3 separate regions of the Zea mays genome follow, and regions 1 and 2 are each linked to region 3. The links are chromatin contacts, called in public Hi-C maps. All regions are on one chromosome and are shown on one strand. Each heading gives the region's core, a stretch centred on a gene start, on an enhancer-like site or on the middle of the called end of the contact. The rest is flanking DNA. Distances are from core to core; before and after follow the strand shown. Region 1 holds the start of LOC100284286 (succinyl-CoA ligase beta-chain). Region 2 holds the start of LOC100279946 (putative casein kinase family protein). Region 3 has its middle 79 kb from the start of LOC100281666.

Region 1 (3,732 bases), core at 781-3,280, 200 kb before region 3:
AAAGGTTGCTGGAGACTACCCATCTGGAGCTTGACGGGAAGCTGTTCGTCAACACGCAGCAGGCCCCTACCTAGCGCGCCAACTGTCGGTGTTTCGACCCCGGGGGGTCCCTGGACCGACGAGTAAATTGTCGCTGCGTGTCCCAGCCCAGATGGGTCGGCGCGAGATGGGACACAAAGGGGGGAGAACAGTAAGGGGAAACCGCGGCCTTCGTGTTGTCCTGCGCCCAGGGCGGATGGATGCGCTTGCAGTAGGGGGTTACAAGCGTTCGCGTGGGAGAGAGAGAGAGAGCGAGAGCCTTATGCGTCAGCCCGTTCTCCCGCGCGGCCAACCCTCTCGTACGAGAGCCCTGGACCTTCCTTTTATAGGCGTAAGGAGAGGGTCCAGGTGTACAATGGGGGGTGTAGCAATGTGCTAACGTGTCTAGCAGAGAGGAGCTAGATCCCTAAGTACATGCCGTCGTGGCAGTCGGAGAGGTTTTGGCACCCTGTTCATGTGATGTCGTGGCCGTCGGAGGAGCGCTTGGGCCCTGTGGAAGGACAACTGTCGGGGCTGTCGAATCCTTGCTGACGTCTCCTTGCTTCCATAAGGGGCTGAGAGCCACCGTCGTCATGGAGCACGCGGGGCGCCATCATTATTTGTTTACCGGGGCGAGCCAGATGGGACGCCGGTCTTGTTCCCCGTAGCCTGAGCTAGCTAGGGGTAGGGTAATGATGGTCCCCCCTGTGACGTGGTCGGTCCGAGCCCTAGGTCGGGCGAGGCGGAGGCTCCTCCGAGGTCGAGGTCGAGTCCGAGCCCTGGGGTCGGGCGAGGCAGAGTCTGTCTTCCGAGGTCGAGGTTGAGTCCGAGCCCTGGGTCGGGCGAGGCGGAGACCGTCTTCCGAGGCCGAGGCTGTGTCCGAGCCCTGGGGTCGGGCGAGGCGGAGTCCGTCGTCCAGCGTCGAGGTTGAGCCCGAGCCCTGGAGTCGGGCGAGGCGGAGCTTCCTATGGTGCCCGAGGCTGGACTTAGCCGCTGTCGACCTCACTCTGGCGAGTGGCACGGCAGTCGGAGTAGGACAGGCGGCGCTGTATTCCTGTCAGGTCGGTCAGTGGAGCGGCGAAGTGACTACGGTCACTTCGGCTCTGTCGACTGAATAGCGCGCGTCAGGATAAGGTGTCAGGTGATCCTTGCATTAAATGCTCCTGCGATACGGTCGGTTGGCGTGGCGATCTGGCCAAGGTTGCTTCTCCGCGAAGACTGGGCCTCGGGCGAGCCGAAGGTGTGTCCGTCGCTTGAGGGGGCCCTCGGGCGAGACGTGAATCCTCCGGGGTCGGCTGCCTTTGCCCGAGGCTGGGCTCGGCCGAGGCGAGAACGTGTCCCTTGAGTGGACTGAGCCTTGATCTTAATCGCGCCCATCAGGCCTTTGCAGCTTTGTGCTGATGGGTGTTACCAACTGAGATTAGGAGTCTTGGGGGTACCCCTAATTATGGTCCCCGACACTTTTCGGACTAACGTCTGGTGAGGTGTCTCTCGGTTTGCAGCTACTCTGGATGAACTTCATTCTCCGCTTGCGTGCTCTCTTCGTGTATGTATCTAGTGGTATACTACCTATATCGCCTCCAGATGTCCATGTCTTCGTCGTGTCCTTCTCCGGCAACGAACAAGTATGATTGCCTCTTCCAATCTACAAAACCTTGAAAGTGGGGGAGGCGAGGGATGAGGTCCCTGATTTGCTGCCTATGGTACCCATTCGATAGCTCGACATTGTCTGTTTACATGACCTTTCCTTTACCACGATGTCGACTCGCTTAGTCAAATAAAAAAATTATGTGGAGAGAAGAGACAATCAATAAAAAACTTTGACAATTAATAAAAAACTTTGAGATCTTTTTGATGGATACTTTATGTGGTTATTATTGTGAGCCGTCGCAAGGTAGGGTAACCCGCTAGTATCCATCGAGAATGACTTCATTCTGAGTGAAACCATTCTCCGTTCAACGTGTACTGGTCTGGTCTACCCCGGGCCCGGTCCGCACCCCGCCGCCGCACCCGCACGGCCCCCCTTCGTCCCTTCCGCAAGAAAGGAAACGAGAGAGAAAATCGAGTGAAAAGGAAGGGAAACAACATAACAAATCGCAAAGAGGCGTCTTCCAAGCTTGTAGGGTTACCGGATCGGAGGAGCATCCCCGCCTAGGTCACCACAGCCATGGTTCGCGGATCGCTAGGCAAGCTTGCGTCGCGCGCCCTCTCCGTCGCCGGGAGATGGCAGCACCAGCAGCTTCGCCGCCTCAACATCCACGAGTACCAGGTGTCCAGCGCTTCCAGATCTCTCACTTTGATTTATTGGTGCTGTTTGGAGGCAGGGGCTGATGGATTGTTTGGGTCTGCAGGGTGCGGAGTTGATGGGGAAGTACGGTATCAACGTACCCAGGGGTGCGGCGGCGGGGTCCGTACAGGAGGTCAATGACGCCTTGAAGAACATGTTCCCCAGTGAGAAAGAGGTGATGACGCCACAACTTCTTCATCTTCTGTTATTCGACCCCTCATTATGTTCATCTTATCACCTCGTGATCCAAAATGCAGTCGTCCATGGCAGTGTTATTAAAACTACGTTTAAACGATGTTTAAACGTCAAAACTCTAATTAGAGGTTGAAACCACGTTTTAGCGTTTTGGCGTTCTAAACTGTAAAACGCAGTGTTTTATGCATTTTAGACCGTTAGCTACTTTTGGGCCCAGTCTATTAGTTACTTTTGAGGTTCAATCCAGCTCATGGGTGAAGTTTTGGTAAGCCACTAACCTCTCTATTTTGGTATTTAACTTCATATTATTGTCTGAAATTATGATGTATTGGTATTTTTCCTGTGTTGTTTAAAACTACGTTTAAACAAAGTTTAAACGTTTAAAAGTCAAAATTTCACCCATGAGCGTTCCAACGTTTTACAGTTTTAATAACCTTGGTCCATGGCTTGGGTGTGACAGTCACGGTGATTCTAGACCCAGAAGAATGTAGTTTACTTAGAATTTATGCTGAGTTGTGGTTGTATGGTGGTCAATTTATGATTGATTTTTCTTTTTTACGGGTGCTGGAATTAGGTGTATTTTAAGTGGTCAATGGGTTATTGAGTTGGTGGGTATAAACAGTATTTTATATTTGGCATAAACAGTCACATTTATCTTAGCTGCAAATGGAGTTATATGCAACCTTCCATGTCATATCTAACATTATCATACCGACTCTTCTCCATGCTATGTGCAATATTTCTGACCTTTATGATGTATGCATGCTTTTTATGAAAATGCTGGGTGCAATATTTCTGACCTTTTATTTGTGCATGCTTATGAAAAAGGTTCCGTATATAGCTAAGCAGCATGTATGCTTGTAATCTAAGTTAAGATTAGACATATAGTTTGCTCATTGCAATTTAGTCACAGTTTCATAGTCAAGGTGTTCTCATTACAGATAGTTGTTAAAAGTCAAATCCTTGCTGGTGGCCGAGGGCTGGGAACTTTCAAAAGTGGGCTGCAAGGAGGTGTCCATATTGTTAAGGCTGAGGAAGCTGAAAGCATTGCACGTAAGTGTACTATAGCAATTACTTGAATTCAATATGTATTGCTGGCATGCTGTGATTTGATGAAGGAAAAAAAAACTATAGCAGTTCTTCCTAGATTTTCTTAGATTTCTTTCCCGTCAACTGTTGCTATTTGCAATAATGAAACTTATTTGTCATTGCAATTTGCATTCCCTTGTTTA
Region 2 (3,753 bases), core at 878-3,377, 190 kb after region 3:
AAAATATTATGAAGAATAAATGTCACGCATGCAAAAAAGGGAATTTAAGTATAAAACATTATTCAAACAAAAGAAATTGCATGCAAAGCTCTTCTTTAAATAATATTACCTTCATCCAAAAATATAATTCAAGAATCTCGGTGATACTTATCTACTACTACGCATTGTGCAACGGTAGCAAGTGAGCTTGGTGAGAGATATAATTGATGTGTTTTCTGTCATAGATGGAGACATAAACACACATGCGGTGTAGCGGTAGCTATTCTTGGCCTTTACTTGAGAGGTCACATGTTCAGAACATAGAATAATGGTTGTACTCTTGAAGTCTTAATAATTAGTATATATTTTTTATAAAAATAGAAAAAAGACAGGTATGTAACAAATCTAACCCGTCGTACGTACCTAAGGCTGAAGCATAATCTGATGATTGGGCCGGGCTGGCATGGGTTCTGTAGACAATGGGCCAAACCATGCTGGGATCGGACAACAAAGTTTACCTATATCTCTACTAATCCTTAAGACGATAGTGTAGACTAGGCACAACCATGCCCCTGCCTCCATCCCCACCGTCCGATTGCGATGCCATCCTCGCTCGCGCCTAGCGACGGATCCGCCCCCGCATGCCTCATCTTCCATCCATCCTCGCGCCCCCGCAAGCCTCGCTCCCGCCCCCGCCTCCATCCCCGTCATGCATGTAGCCGCCTCCGCCCAACAACCATGCGGGATCCTCGCTCGTGCCTAGCGCCCGTCGTCCAACAGGGATCCACCCCCGCATGTTCAATCCAGCGATGGATCAGGAGGACTCACGAGGCACGTTGGGCTTCTGGTCGGTGGTGAGCTGCACGACCTTCAGGTAGCCCGTCTCCGACACGGTCGCCAGCACGGCCCTGGAGTCACCGAGGTTGGCGACGACGAGGTCCTCCCCCTGCTTGATGGCGCACACGGCCGTGGTGCCACTGAAGTTGCAGTCCACCCTGGCCTGGACCCGAGCTCCCTGTCCATGGTCTCAAACACGTTGGCGTAGGCCTCCCGCCACACCTCCAGCATCTGTGCCGGCGCCGGCGCCAACGACGGCGACGACCACCTGCTGCGGCTGCCGTCCGTGGACGACGGCGCCGTGGGCGACGCGTCGTTGAAGGCCGGGTCGTCCCCGTCGCCATCGCCGTCGTCGTCGGAGCCCAGGAGCAGCGCGTTCCGCTGGCTCAGGATCATGAAGGGGAGGTGGTCCCTCGCCAGCTTGCTGACCAGCTGACCGCAGCGGCCGTGCCCGTCGAACACGCCGCAGAACACGCCGTCCTCCATGCCGAATCCCTGGAGACGACAGATGAACCAGGATCCAGGATGCTAGCCACCGACGGTCCGTACGACGTCGCCAAATTAAAACTTGTGGGTTGTTTCGCCGTCGTAGGACGTAGCAAACCCCAACAAAAAACGGTGAGGAAATCCGAAACAGGAATCATCACGATCTTTCCACCCCAACCATACGGTGAATTGGTTGTGGCTGCTGTGTATTTACCCCCACTGTAGTACGTGAATTGGTGGTGGTTGCTGTGTATTTATCCGATCATACGGTGAATTGGTAGTGGGTGGCTGCTGTGATTTTTTCGTACTGGTAATTGGTAGGACAGTTCCTGGAATTTCTTGACCTCCCAGTTTAGTCCCAAGTCAAGCGCATGGGCAAGGACTGCAGCGTTACCCCCGCGAGGAAGAAATACCAGCAGAGAAATCTCTGTACCATCGATGCAAGGAAAAATGAAGTACAATCGGTGGAGTAAATTTTTTTTGAAGGGATTAAATATTTTTTAACCTAAACAAACAAATCTCTGTATCATGGAGGGTCGCAATTTGTATTCCGTGGCATCGCACGGGCACGTTTCTAGTGATAACCAAAGAATATAGGAAAGAGGAAAGACGGGTATCTGCGTAAGGAAAGAACCATGCGAAAGCACGAAAACCAGACGCAACAAAGGACCAGGGGGCAAGAGGCAACACAGAAGCAGACACGGATCAGTACCGCAGGCACAACGAAACGGGAACGAATCGCCGTGCCTCCCCTATCGCTGGTATCCGTTGTCCAGCACTCCAGCCCCCGTCCGTTTCCCACGAATTCCGCGTCCCACCCGGCCACACTTTCTCTACGAGCGCCCCCCATCTCACCCACCCAAAATTAAAATCCTCCCGGAAATCAGAGACGCGAATCCCTCGCCCCAGGCCCCGAAACCTCCGAGTTCTCTCGCCAATTCGATCCGCCTCACCGCCGCCGCCCGTCCGCCGGTCGGCCTTGACTGCTCCGTTGCACGTGGCGGTTCGCAGCGCGGAATCTACCTTGTGTTGAGAGATCCGGGGAAACCCTTGTTCCCGGTCGTTCCGGCTCGAATCTTCTGCGGACTGGCAATGTAAGCGTTCTCCATCGGAGGGCGACGATCTACGGGGCGGTTGTTGGCGGGGTCGCGGGAATGGAGCACGTGTTCGGAGGGAAGTTTAAGCTTGGGAAGAAGATCGGGAGCGGATCTTTCGGCGAGCTCTATCTCGGTTAGCGTCTCGCCGGGTTCTTGATTGAATCTCTCACGCGTCTCTGCGGATTCCTACGCGCCGCTGTTTTGTTTTGCTCGTCGTTCCGCATTTGTTGCTGATGCGCTGATGTTTGTTTTTGGCTGCAGGCGTCAACATACAGAGCGGCGAGGAGGTGGCTATCAAGTTGGTATGAGATAATCTGATACTGTTCGTGCACCATTTTTCTCTGTCGTGGAGTTATATGCCTGGCATTCGGCATGAGTTTGTTCCATATGCAAACATATCATGGTCTACCATTCTAGCAACGGTTTCGTGAAGAATTTGTGTGTAGATTATGGGATGACAGAAAATGGATGATGTTCTGCATGTAATTGCTTTAAAAAAGACTGGCATGGTCCCGAGCTATATTTTTACATGAGTAATAACAAGATTTTAAAACCTTTTCTTGGTTGTCCATGCGAATTGACCTGTGGATCCAGTTCTAATTCCAATCATGGTTCTGTTACCTTTCATTAGTGTGGCTGTATAACAGTTCCTTTTTTTTTAAAGAAAGTAACAAGGCATATTTTCAGAGCATATGAAGAAAGCACTTGCAGAATGTTGATATCTTGTGGTCTATGATAAGAGAATTTAAAGTTTTACATTCTATCCTGTATATATGTCATGATCATGGATTGACTGAAGCAAAAAAAAAGTGCTGAGAATGTTAGGTTATATTTTTCTATTTGTAATGGCTTTCTAGCCTGAACATATACTGTTACCTTTTGAGATACTGTTACCTTTTGAGACAGTATGATATTTCAGTCTTACTCTTGGTAGTACCCCTTTCAACCTCAAGACATGCTACCTGACTGTTGTCCATCTCATGTTTACCAGGAATCTGTAAAATCAAGGCATCCTCAGCTTCATTATGAGTCGAAACTATACATGCTTCTCCAAGGGGGAAGTAAGTACTAATACAGGGACATAGGTCGCTTGTTTCATATGCTTTCACTGATTTAGTTTGTTTGTTTTCCAAACTTCAGCTGGAATTCCTCATTTGAAATGGTTTGGGGTGGATGGGGAGTACAATGTCATGGTCATTGATCTTCTTGGTCCAAGTCTGGAAGACGTATTCAACCAGTGCAACAGAAAGTTTTCCCTTAAAACAGTACTTATGCTAGCTGATCAGATGGTTAGTTTCTCTTGCGGGATATATCATTTCGTTTTTTAGCTTTTGTTACCTGTATGGTGACATAC
Region 3 (3,494 bases), core at 800-3,299:
CGTCTGGACTGTCACACCCGGGTTTCGGGGGCACCAAGACCCGGGCGCGAGCATAATCACCAAGTGTACTGGGACCAAGTCTCACACATATGATGATTCATGATACAGAAACCAATGTCACATCTTTACTATATAATAAGAGTTCTGTACACAATAAATAATTAATTACATCATATGGAGACAACGATCCAGCAACCCAAAGTTGACAGGGAGACAACGACCTAGACATCTCACGAACTCATCACAACATCCTCCATGCGCCTCATCTTGTGGTACTTGTTCTTGACCTGTGGGGGTGCGAGACAGCATGGGTGAGCTCACATACGTTCATCGCTCAACAAGTTGTGAGGAATAATGTGCATGAACTCACCAAAGGTGGGAGCTCATGTTAAGTGTAAGGCTTACCAAAGAGGATGGTTAAAGCTGAGCATTGCTTTTAAAGTTGGTCAAAATTTTATTAGCAATTACTAAGTATAAGTAGATACCAACCCAAATAAGTAGTAGATCAAAATTGATTACAACACCCACAATGCAATGCATATGACAAATTAAGTTTAGTTCCATAAATTACTCATGTGAGGGTCTGAGCCGCTCATGACCGTGAGCACGACTGATATACCAGTTTTACACTCTGTAGAGGTTGTGCATCTTTACCCACAAGTCATGTTACCCATCTTCCAAGGGGTCATGAATCTCATACACCTCTACCAAGGAGGTGAGGCAGGGTAACACTACGAGGCCTTTACAAAGTTCCACTAGCTTCAGAAAACCCACTACATTTTCTAGGAAGCTCTGATGCAGGGATCCCTCGCCTGACAACCATCGCAGCAAAATCAACCCAAGGACCTCCCTACACTGACCACTCCCCTACGGCCTTGTCCCTTTCGGGTAAGGTAGTCATCCACTAGCTTTGCTAATTAGTCAGCCAAGGGCGTCCCATACCACCCTTGTGGTAGCATTGTTTTCCCGAGTGGTTCTCCATGTTCCAATTAACAATATGATCTTATCGTGAACAATAATTAAACAACAACATAATTGGAACATGGTCATAATGAAACATTAGTCCCAAAACCAGGTAGAGCAATAGCAAATCTACCCAATAATTCATCTGTTTGCAAGGTGGGGAATAAACAATGCTAGGGAAACCTATTAGGTCCCATCAAATTAACCTGAGCATGTCACAACGATTAATAGCGAACATTATTAGGTAATAAGGAGTGATCAAGGGGACAACTTGCCTGAGACTCAAGATTCCCAGGTACCAGGATGATCTTTATATTCTCAGGACCTCACTACTAATCGTAGCAATACAAACAAACATGGTATAGGTAAAATTAACATCATACCAAACATAAGAACAAACTGCATAATAATAATCTACACGTTGTAACGAGATCGTGGGTTCGAGAAGCACTAAAATCGGGGTTATGGTTATAAGGATATGGTTTATGTGATTAAGTATTTATCCAATATCATAAATTTTTTATTATACAACATATGAGCAAATATGCTATAAATAACTAACTCAACTTTAATCTAAATTATAACTTGATTAGGGATTTCCTTTTAATCAGATCATAATTATAGAGAGATTAACCTAGATTATTAGAGTTAATCTACTGAGTATAGATTGAACATTTATCTAATTATAAATATATAGAGTATGGTACATATGATGTTGCTACGGCGTAGAAAATATTTTTATGAAGCTAACGCAACTGGAATGGATCAAATCGGAGTTAAAACAAAGGAGATACAAATTTCCCAAGTTTTTAAGGAATTATTTATATGTTAAAAGTATTTTCTATACCCTTTTTAGAAATTTCTGAGATTTATGGACTGCGGGTACTAATCTCTAAAAGCTCGGGATGCGCTCTGTAAATTCCAGGACTGATCTATTAAGGTCTTTGAACTTGCATGGACCGCAGGTTTATTACCTACAATGACAGGGGCCCTTTAGCAAAAGACAACGACCGAAGGGGTATGGGTGGATCTGCACCGTTGGATGCAATATCGATGGCGCATATTAGATTCATCCACGCGCGAACCAGTACGCAAACGTGGGCCACAGGATTACGGGTCGACGGTCACGAACCCATCTATGTTCCACACCGTCCGATAGTCGATTCACGTCGCAAATTTAATACCCCAAACGGGTACCCACTTGTCAAATCACAGTCGTTCCTAGCCCAATCAACGGCTATGGTGAGCTCTCCTCAACATCCCACCACAGTCGTCCGTTTCCAGATCGACGCTCCAACCCTTTCTTCATCCTCCCGAGCATAGGCCGACCGGCGCAGGCACAGCCACCGCGGTGGCGCCATTACTAGCGCATAAGGTCCATGTGATCCCGCCCCCAGTCCCCATTTCTACCGTCTCTACACGACGCAGAGGTAAAATCAAAAGGCTAAAAGGGTTTCTCACCAGCGGGGGAGACCTCGGGGAGGCTGGCCACGACGCCTGGTGGGTCGGCGTTGTCTGCCAACACCGGCGAGAAATCTCGACGATTCCAGTCGATTTTAGACCACAACGGCACCACGCACGCAATCTATATGTCCCGACGAAGCCCCCGACCACAATTGAAGTTCTGGCACTAGCGTAAACGGGAAAACAACTCACAGCGGATTCTGTACAAGCTCCAATCCCCCAGGCAATGGCGTTCTGATAGCTGGCGAGGTTGCAGATTTGGAGGAATAGGGGCGATGGCCTCAGTATTTATCCTCCGGCCAAGAACTCGCCGAGGTGGGGGTGGAGGTCTTCGGCGGTCCATTACAACGGCCTGCCGAACCACGCGGAGAAGGTAGTCCTGTGCAACCGGGCCCACCCACCAGGGAGCACGGGGGAGGCTCAGTTAAATACACCAGGACGGAGCCCAGCACAGGGGGTGGCCGGCGCGCGTTGTCGCAACAACCCGAGACATCCGTGAGTCCGTTGAGGAGAGGTAGGTGATGCTCCTGCGCAGTTGGCCCCAGCAGGCAGCGTTTAGTGAAGCAAAGCTGGCGCGCGACGGGGAAGGACGTGGCTGACGGTGCGGGCCCAACATGTCAGTGAGCGGGAGCGAGTGAGTAGTTGGCCTATGCGACGTGGATGAAGTGGGCCGGTAGGAGATTGGCCCAGAGCGGTTATGGGTTTTATCTTTTTCTTTTCTTCCTTTTTATTCTCTTTTCAAATTCCAAACTCGTGTATTCAAACTTAAATTTTAAGCTCCTGTTTAAATTTTTAGGTTTCCAAATGTTCTAATGGAAATATAAATTCTACTGTTTACAAATTTTATTCTTCTTCCCTTGTTATTTATTTATGGGAGGGATGAACGGTTTCGTAAACATTTCCTTTCTCATTTTCTATTTCATGTTTTTTATTTAACATTGGAGGTCAAGTTTATGTTTTCCATAAAATGCCTCACCACAAAATCAACAAGATATCAATCTTGCTTTATCTATTTATTGGTCACTTAACTAATTTAGTACTCTTAATTGATTATGAAGAGTGAAGGT

What was found. Hi-C and Micro-C count contacts between places; a contact is called where the count stands out from the background.
Region 1: a Hi-C map of endosperm shows a contact between it and region 3, with 7 times the contacts expected there. The contact joins the promoter of LOC100284286 here to the enhancer-like site in region 3. A contact is called at or near these places in 2 of 25 Hi-C or Micro-C datasets (endosperm and tassel).
Region 2: a contact with region 3 is called in a Hi-C map of tassel, with 2.2 times the contacts expected there. The contact joins the promoter of LOC100279946 here to the enhancer-like site in region 3. A contact is called at or near these places in 5 of 25 Hi-C or Micro-C datasets (ear, endosperm, leaf and 1 more).

The regions. Positions count from the first base shown.
Region 1 is chr4:146,921,877-146,925,608 of Zm-B73-REFERENCE-NAM-5.0, forward strand. LOC100284286 (succinyl-CoA ligase beta-chain) reads left to right here and starts at 2,031. Exons shown (of 12, transcript NM_001157181.1): 1 at 2,031-2,287; 2 at 2,370-2,480; 3 at 3,442-3,553. The coding sequence starts at 2,186.
Region 2 is chr4:147,308,936-147,312,688 of Zm-B73-REFERENCE-NAM-5.0, forward strand. It overlaps LOC100279946 (putative casein kinase family protein), which reads left to right and starts at 2,128. Exons shown (of 14, transcript NM_001152896.1): 1 at 2,128-2,532; 2 at 2,661-2,701; 3 at 3,391-3,460; 4 at 3,540-3,688. The coding sequence starts at 2,457. It also overlaps the pseudogene LOC109945829.
Region 3 is chr4:147,123,487-147,126,980 of Zm-B73-REFERENCE-NAM-5.0, forward strand. No RefSeq gene overlaps it. Among protein-coding and RNA genes, the nearest start is that of LOC100281666, 79 kb to the left of the region's middle. Within about 2 kb of position 2,050, at least 17 of the 20 cell types and tissues checked have an H3K27ac peak or open chromatin away from gene starts, as enhancers often do. A contact at or near this core is called in ear, endosperm, leaf and 1 more, where this site is marked.